Regions from separate parts of the Mus musculus genome. Here region 1 is linked to region 2. A link is a contact called in public promoter capture Hi-C data. All regions are on one chromosome and are shown on one strand. The core of a region is the stretch at or near the end of the contact, and the rest is flanking DNA. Distances in the headings are between cores, read along the strand shown. Region 1 holds the start of Rps9 (ribosomal protein S9). Region 2 holds the start of Tmem86b (transmembrane protein 86B).

The links. Promoter capture Hi-C pulls out the DNA fragments that hold promoters and counts their contacts.
Region 1: a promoter capture Hi-C map of liver shows a contact between it and region 2, with 3 times the contacts expected there. The contact joins the promoter of Rps9 here to the promoter of Tmem86b in region 2. A contact is called at or near these places in 2 of 39 promoter capture datasets (both in liver), 3 of 115 datasets of contacts at active chromatin or transcription factors (bone marrow-derived macrophages, embryonic stem cells and large pre-B cells) and 2 of 9 other capture datasets (embryonic stem cells and liver).

The regions. Positions count from the first base shown.
Region 1 is chr7:3,701,884-3,706,385 of GRCm38.p6, forward strand. It overlaps Rps9 (ribosomal protein S9), which reads left to right and starts at 2,158. Exons shown (of 5, transcript NM_029767.2): 1 at 2,158-2,181; 2 at 2,444-2,565; 3 at 2,763-2,885; 4 at 3,850-4,036. The coding sequence starts at 2,469.
Region 2 is chr7:4,628,064-4,632,444 of GRCm38.p6, forward strand. It overlaps Tmem86b (transmembrane protein 86B), which reads right to left and starts at 2,419. Exons shown (of 3, transcript NM_023440.3): 1 at 2,159-2,419; 2 at 1,493-1,739; 3 at 1-690. The coding sequence starts at 2,209. The coding sequence ends at 308. It overlaps Ppp6r1 (protein phosphatase 6, regulatory subunit 1), which reads right to left. Exons shown (of 24, transcript NM_172894.2): 23 at 4,278-4,334; 24 at 3,432-4,181. The coding sequence ends at 4,178.

The sequences.
Region 1 (4,502 bases), core at 908-3,407, 930 kb before region 2:
GTGTTCTTGCATAGGACCTGAGGGTTTTGTTTTTGTTTGTTTGTTTTTTTGATTTTTTTTTAAAAATCATTTTATGTATATGGGTACACTGTAGCTGAACAGATGGTTGTGAGCCTTCATGTGGTTGTTTGGAATTGAATTTTTAGGACCTCTGCTTGCTCTGGTCAACTCTGCTTGCTCCAGGCCAAAGATTTATTACTACACGGTAGCTGTCTTCAGACGAACCAGAAGACTGTGCCAGATCTCATTACTAGTGGTTGTGAGCCACCATGTGGTTGCTGTGATTTGAACTCAGGAAGAGTCAGTGCTCTTAACCACTGAGCCATCTTGCCAGCCCCAGTACCTGAGTTTTGTTCACAGCACAAACAGGGCTCACAACTCCAGTCTTTGGGTATCTAACCCCTTATGACCTTTGAAGGTCCTAGGTACACACATGGAGTATTTGTGTGGATATAGGCAGGAAAAATACTTGTACACATTAAATAAATCATTTTTAAAAATTAAAAAGCAGCCGGGCGTGGTGGTGCACGCCTTTAATCCCAGCACTCTGGAGGCAGAGGCAGGCGGATTTCTGAGTTCGAGGCCAGCCTGGTCTACAGAGTGAGTTCCAGGACAGCCAGGCCTATACAGAGAAACCCTGTCTCGGAAAAAACAAACAAACAAACAAACAAAAAACAACAAAAAAAAAATTTAGAAAGCAAATGTTTGACCCAGAAAGTAAGCTAATCTGTCTCCTTGTCTACCAATCTGTCCTCCCAGACTAAATGAACAAGATGCCTTTTGAGTATACAAATGCAAGTGCAAATTTTTTTTTTTTTCCAAGACAGGGTTTCTCTGTATAGCCCTGGAACTCACTCTGTAGACCAGGGTAGCCCTGAACTCAGAAATCCACCTGCCTCTGCCTCCCAAGTGCTGGGATTAAAGACTGCCCCGCGCAAGTGTAAATTCTTACCAATCACACTGTTTAAAATAAAAAATATCTGAGCTAGGCCTAGTGGTACAGGCCTATCCTCCTACTATTCAAGGACAGAGGCAAGGACATGTCTATGAGTTTGAGGCCAGCCTGGCTACATAGTTCATAGTTCCAGGATAGCCAGGACTCATAGACCCCATTTCCCTTAAATAAAAAATAGTTATAAAATATCAGATATACACAAAGCTGGCTGTGGTAGTGCATGTCTTTAATCCCAGTACTTGGGAGACAGAGCCAGGCAGAACTCTGTGAGTTTGAATAGGAAGCTCCAGGACAGCCAGGAATAAGAGGAAAGACCCTGTCTCAACAAACAAACATATCAGTTGCATGAAAGCGGATTGTAATTCCAGCATTTGGGAGGTATAGACAGAAGGATCTGGAATTCATAGTCATTTGATAGGAAACCCTGCATCAAAACAATAAATAGATTAGGAGAGACTTGCCTATAGGCCAAGATGATGGAGGCACTTTCTTAAATGAGTTCCTCTTTCCACATGTCTAGGTTTGTGTCAAGCTGTCAAGACAAACCAGCACAAGATGTGTATTTCAATATTAAAATAAGCCCAGCACGACATATTTATACTATTTTCATAATGTTTGTATTTTTTATTATTGTATTTTGTGGCTCACACCTAAAATCTTAGCACTTTTAAAAGAAGATTTATTTATCTATTATATCTAAATACACTGTAGGTGGTCAGATCTCATTACAGATGGTTGTGACCCACCATGGGGTTGCTGGGATTTTCAGGACCTTTGGAGGAGCAATCAGTGCTCTTAACCGCTGAGCCATCTCTCCAAACAAACCCGAGTACTTTTAAGGGCAAGGGCACTGCCATGAGATTGAGACAGTGGTGGGGAACCTTGGCTGCTGCCCTTAATTCCCTGTAAGTTTTTACCAAGAGTTTTTGTTGAAACAAAAAGTGACAACTGTGGTTACTCAATCAATGCTTTAGCCCTGGAAGGGGCAGCCTCGTTAATTCTTGGATTAACCAAATGTCACCATAGCCCTTTAATCGCCTAACCACCTCACTGGCAAGTCGGCCCAGCGAAGCGCCGCTCTAGCCGGCCTGCTCGTCTCTATGGCTTTCCTGCTTCTGATTGGCGTAGTCGCGAGCGGTGCGTGATGACGTCACTACAAGGCGACGTTACTATAAGACCTCGGTCCAACCGCCTTGTCTCTCTTTGTCTCGGGCCTGAGTTCGTAGGTGAGTGTTCTGATTGTTGAGTTCGCCTTTTAGGGGTTGATGGTGTAAGGTAACGGAGCCATTCGAATCTTCATGAACATGCTGAGTAAGAGGGTGGGGCGAAGGTGGCTGGAAGTTACAACACGGTTGTGGAACAATCCCATTTTCAAGTTTTCTAAGGCGGATTTCTCTGAGAGCCGAGTTGGTGTCGCCGTGTCCCTAGCGGGGTTTTGCTGCACATGCGCCACAAGATTATTTTTTAAAACGACACTTTACTGCGCAGGCGCAGCCGGCCTAGCGAGGTCAACATGCCGGTCGCCAGAAGCTGGGTTTGTCGCAAAACCTATGTGACCCCACGGAGACCCTTCGAGAAGTCGCGTCTCGACCAGGAGCTAAAGTTGATTGGTGAGTGGCCAAAGTAGAATTTCGAATTGCGGATCCGGGAAGAGTTAGGTAGCCATGATGTCTGTCTCCCACGTGCTCGTTCTGGAGCATCCTGTGTGGCGCCAGAGGATTGCAGTTTAGTTTTGTGTTCTCTAGTCGCCATGCACATGTAGTAACCCATGGCTCTTGCCCCGCGGTCTCCTCCCAACCACGTGCAGGAGAGTATGGACTCCGGAACAAACGTGAGGTTTGGAGGGTCAAGTTTACCCTGGCCAAGATCCGTAAGGCGGCCCGGGAGCTGTTGACGCTAGACGAGAAGGATCCCCGGCGTCTGTTTGAAGGTGTGTATGAGCCTATTTTCGAAGGAGTGGTGGTTGCTGAGTGTTTTAGGGCGTGGGAGATGTGACTGAACAAGTTGGGCTAGTGGGGATTGAGACAGGGTCTTGGTGTAGATTGGCCTGGAACTCAAATGTAAGTCAGTCTTGCCATAAACTGCCAGAAATTCAGAAGTGCTGGGTATGTGTCACAAGGATTCTTATTGGTTATTTTATTTACATTTCAAATGTTATTTCTCTTCCCAGTTTCCTCTCTGCGACACCCCCCCACCCGCCCCCCAATCACACCACAAGGATTCTTTTTGAGTTTCTAGAATCTAGTTCTGTCTGCATTGGACAAATGGAGGCCAAAGACAATGGGAGTTGCACTAATGCTTTTTCTGTCTTAATACTGGATGTTTTATTTAGTTTCATGTGGTGTAAGAGGAGTAATGATTATTTTTCCATCCGGGGGACGTATTTTTGCATTTGCATCTGGGTAGCGTTTATACAATGTTAATCCAGGTTGAGCCTATATTTTAACATATTTATATTCCATACTTAGGGTTTCTTATAGGTGACTGGGCCTACATACACAGTTCATTTAACTCCTGGGAGAGTAGTCTGAGGAATAAATGTGTGCTGTTTGTGTATATATTGTTGGCCTGATGGTACTGTGTAGCTCAGATTGCCTTTGAACTGTTAGCCCTAGCTTTTCATGTTGTGAAAATGAAAATTGTTTTTAAAGTTGAGCATTAGAGCTCTTAATCTTAGGCTTAAAGGCTGGATGAAAAACTGTAAGCCTGCGTGATGCCTGTTGGTGAAAGGGTGGCACAGTGGCCATGTCAGGGTCTCAAGCCTAGGGCTCTGGGAAGAAAAGTTATCAGGCACCAGAGCTCCCTACAAAAATGAGTGAAAGCTGTAGTCCTCTACTCAGAGACTGGGGAAGTCTGAGGTCGGGCCTCATTGGCTGCTGCTCCCCCTGTCACAGGCAATGCTCTCCTGCGGCGGCTTGTTCGCATTGGGGTGCTGGACGAGGGCAAGATGAAGCTGGATTACATCCTGGGCCTGAAGATTGAGGATTTCTTGGAGAGGCGGCTGCAGACCCAGGTCTTTAAGCTGGGCCTGGCCAAATCTATTCACCATGCCCGTGTGCTCATCCGCCAACGTCACATTAGGTGAGTTGCAGCTGGGCCTGTAAATCTTTATTTCCCTACTTGTGCCGTTGGTTTCGTTAGCTAAGTTGCCATTCTATCTCCTGTGCAGCCTTTGGAGCTGACAGATGTGAGCTTACCCTTGAGGGTTCAGAATCGTGCCCTGCAAACAGCTTATGGGGGACTGGGGACAGCCTTGTTTCCCCATAGCCCAGCGCAAGGGTCACTGCGGCTCAAGCCGTACACCTTGTGAAGGTGTCTGCCAGGCACTCAAGCAGCTGGACAGGTAACAGCTCTTGGTGCCACCCCCCCTGGAGGGAGATTGGAGTCAATGTTGAGGTGACAAAGCTGTCTGTGGAGGTACAATCTAGGCCTTCATTGCTATATTTCTACTTGTTAATTTGCCAGTTGAGAATGCACCTGTCTGAAGTGACTGGGGTAAATGAAATTGCATGCTCGTTAACCCTTCTGTAAATGAGCACCAATCATG
Region 2 (4,381 bases), core at 1,169-3,668:
AGCTAGAACCAGATCTGGAGCAGTGTGAAGGGGCAGGTGGATAGGAAAGGCTGACTGGGAAAAGGAAGTGGGCATGGGGAGGGGAAGACAGGATATGGGTTGGGTTGAGGGTCCTGGAATCCAGAAGAAGCCAGGGAAGGCAGTTTGAAATCAGTGGTAGATCTGAAATTCTGCCAACAGTATACAGATGTTAAAGATGGCCACATATCTGTCAGCATATGACTGGAAGCATTCACTTGCCAGGCTGGGTCAGTGTGGAAAGCCAAGGTCCCTATGGGAGGGGATACCAGGCTGTCTGAGGCCTGCATTAGTGGGTTTTGAGCCCCGGGTTCCTGAGAGCCGACAGGATGAGGAGGAGCTGGGCTGCATAGTAGGTGCTCATGGTCACTAGGCGGGCAAAAGGTAAAGAGTAGACAAAAGTGTCCCAGGCCAGCACACCATCTGAGAATGTAAAGAGCACAGCACCCCAGCTAGCACTTCCACCCCAGACAAGGCTGCGCCACAGCATGGAGTTCAAGATCAGCCCATAGGCCATCACGGGCAAGACCATGCCCTGCTCAAGGTGTAGCAGGAGGAAGCTGTAGTATGTCAGAGAGGCCAAGGTGGTGCACAGCAGCAATCCGGGCTGCAGTGGGGTCAGGCCAAAAGCCCCGAGGTAGAATAAGTGGGCAACAGAGAAGGCTGCCGTGCCTGAAGAAGAGAGGGATGAGAACTCAGTGAGGTAGGGTGGGCACCAATTGGCCTCCTGCTTCTCCCTGTTGTCTTGGCCACAACCAGACATGAACAGTGCCCCCAAAGCACCAGCTCCATCGTGATCTGCTGATTATAGCACTCCTTCTTGATGGGTCTCCAAATTCTTCTTATCCTTGGGTGTTCAATCAGTTCCCAAAGCAATGGTGATAACCTTAAGATGCATGGCATCATGTGCTTGCTCTGCTCAAGTACCTGTCTTTCCAAATCGTGTTCTGGGAAGCCCCATACCCTTGTTTTCCCCATCCTACTCTAGCCAAACTGGCCCATTTGGACAAAGTAACTCATACACTATTACCCCAGGTCCTTTCCACATGCACTTTCCATGCCCAGGATGGCCACACTTCCCATCTACACAGCTACATATCCTTATTCCTGTAATCCTAGCCCTTGAGAAAACTAAGGCAGGAGGATCCAACATTTGAGGCCATTCAGACCAGCCCTCATATATAGACATCTCAAAAATGACTCCTTACCTCCCCCACCCACCTCAGTCATGCTACACCTTAATTTTCTCCACACCACCCCTTCCAACCAGGTAATCCCACATCTTCCAACCAGTCTGACTCCAAGCCCCTGGCTGAACTGTGAGCTATGCTGTCACCCATCACTGCCTTCTGGCACCTCTGGATAACCCAGAGGACCTAGGGAGGGAGGGCTCCATATAATGAAAAGCTGTGTCCCAGTACTGACTCAACTCCACAAGAACCCTAGGTGTGTTGTCATAGAAGCCCCTGCTCACCATAAAAGAAAGCTTCAGGCCAGATGAGGCAGGCATCTCCCACAGCAGAACATACAAGAGCTCCCTGCAGGAGCCAGGTGCTGCTCCCACCAGGGGCCACAGCCCACAGGAACACAACCAGGCAGAGAATGGGCTGGCACTTGATCAGGGCACTGACCCAAGATGGCTGGTCCACAGGAATCCAGAGGAGGAAGTAAAGGGAGCAGGCAAGGATGAAGGGGGCCAGCCACCTGCGGACCTGTGGGTACTTCAAGAGAGCGAAGCTTCTCAGCCTCCCTCCCATTCGCAGCCAGTCCTGGGGGAGGGGTCACTGCAAGGCACTGTAGGAAATGTCTAATTCCAGTACTTAGCAGGTGGAAACGGGAGGCTGTTGATTTCAAAACCTGTCTAGGATACCCAGTGAGAACCTATTTTAACGGCCATCCCCCACACCACCCTCATGCCAGGACCCAAGCATGTCCAGGTTGGACTTTCGGGACTAGGATCTTTAGCCACCTTGAGAACCTTTTCATTCCTATCTCCTGCAAGGACAAAACCACGATACCTTAGAACCCAGCCTCCTGGAAGGACAGGGCATCCCCACCAACTCACCAAGCATAGAGAATCACAGGCCCCAGTACTGCCCATGTTCCCAGACCTGCCCATCCCCACCTTACAGGTTCTCACTTGGTCTGAAAAGAGTGTCTCCAGGGGCAGCCCCTCTTTTCTAGCATCCATGCTGAGTTGCTTCTCTTTAGGAGCCAGTGGCTTCAGAGGGCAGAGGGAAGTCTTGTGGTTACACATTAACCCAAGTGTCCTGTGGACTCTGGGGCTGATAACAGGGCTCACGCAAGGCCTGCTCTTGTCTGGCACTTGCTGATAAGGTACCCATCAGGCACCAAGGGCCACCCCCCAGCACTTAGAAACCTGGCCACCACCTCCAAAAGTGAGCCCCCTCCCCCAAAGTGGAACTCCCATTGTCTCACACCCAGCCAATTATAAGGAACAATGCAAAGTTCCACAGAGGGGTAGCCCTACAACCAACCCTGGAAAACAGGGGTCCTGCCACAAACACTGGTTAAATAAATCCTGCATTGTGCCTGAAGTCATTCAAACATTCCCTGGAAGGAAGGACGACCACACCACTGTACACTCATGTTCTGCAGCCTTCCCATGAACAAGATAGGGACCTACTGGATGCCAAGAAACTACTAGGTTCCTCAACCATCCCCCTTAGGGATGCTTCATTGTATGTCCATTCTCAAGGGAGCTTCCTGTCTCCTAATCTCTCCCACACCTTTGGTTTTTTGTTTTTGGTTTTTTAGATTTATTTATTTATTATATGTAAGTACACTGTCGCTGTCCTCAGACACTCCAGAAGAGGGAGTCAGATCTCGTTACGAATGGTTGTGAGCCACCATGTGGTTGCTGGGATTTGAACTCCTGACCTTTGGAAGAGCAGTCGGGTGCTCTTACCCACTGAGCCATCTCACCAGCCCCCACACCTTTGTTTTTGAGACAGGGTTTCTCTGCCCAGCCCTGGCTGTCCTGGAACTCAGTTTGTAGACATGGCTGGGCTTGAACTCACACAGATCCACCTGCCTCTGCCTCTGCCACCACCACATGCCTGGTGCCTCCTATCCCCGTAATGGCAGGACGCTCAGCTCCAAAGTCCAGGGACCTCTTGCTCCTTTTAGCAGGCCTGTTAGAGGATAGAGCTGAGTCAGCACAGCCCTAACTGATCTGCATTTTGGAACAGGGCCACGGAGGTACACATATCAGGATGAGAGCGCCCCAGAGTGCTAACTCCTGATGTTCTGCCTGATGTCTAAGTATTCCCCATCCCCTACACCCACACACACTCTCACAAGTGTGGTCCTAAGAGAATGTAGCTCTCTAGGCTATGAAGAGCAAGTTCACCCAACTCTGAGTCCCAGAACTCACAGTCCCACAGCAGGAATGTTCTGCTATCTTCCTTTATTTATATCTGCAGTATGAAACACAAGCTCTGCACACATACTTGCACACTCACACCAGCCTTGGGGGGGGCAGGGGGAGCTGGGACAAGGCCACTTGGCAGCAGTGCTGGAACCCTCAGGGCATGGGGTACCCAGCAACCCCCATTCTGGGCCTCTAGGGATGTTCCCCAGGGCCAGGGGCCGGATGACACCCTCTGTTACACCCCAAGGTGGTCCTGAGTGAAGCTGGGTAAGAGCATCTGCACCAGAGCACAGGCCAGCGGCCTCCAACCCCAGCGCCAGCCCCTACTGGGACAGACGGGGAAGGTGTGCTTCAGAGCTGCTGGCCCAGTTATTGTCCTGGCTTTCTTTCTTACTCCTCCCTCAACATATATATGTATATGTATATATATATATATATATATATATATATATATATATATATATATATATATATATATATATATAATATATAATATACTTCTCTCTCTCTCTCGCTCTCTCTCTCTCTTTCCTTTCTATGTGACTCTCTATCTTTATTCTTGGAGACAAAACTCCATAGTTTCTCTTCTCAGTGCAAATGGGGGTGGGTGAGGGCATCTCCCTGGCACCAGCCTCCTTGGGAGTCCAGAGGAGAGAATGTAGGGTGTGGGACAATAGAGTAGAGGGCCACCAAAGGACTCATCCTGCCCCACAGAGGGATTCCACAGGGAGGACAGAGGATTTGGCCACCACTGTCACCAGGCAGCTACCTGGAAACAGAGAGAAACACATGTGTCACATGGACCATGGACATGGGTCCAGTGACCTCATCTTGCTGACCCACCCAAGGCTATTGCCACACTCACTGGGAACCCGATGAAATAGGCCCTCCTGGGGTAGAGCCATTGGGCATCTCAAGGGCACTGTTAGGGGAGAAAAGGAAACATGGAGGTTACTTCTTGCCCTATTA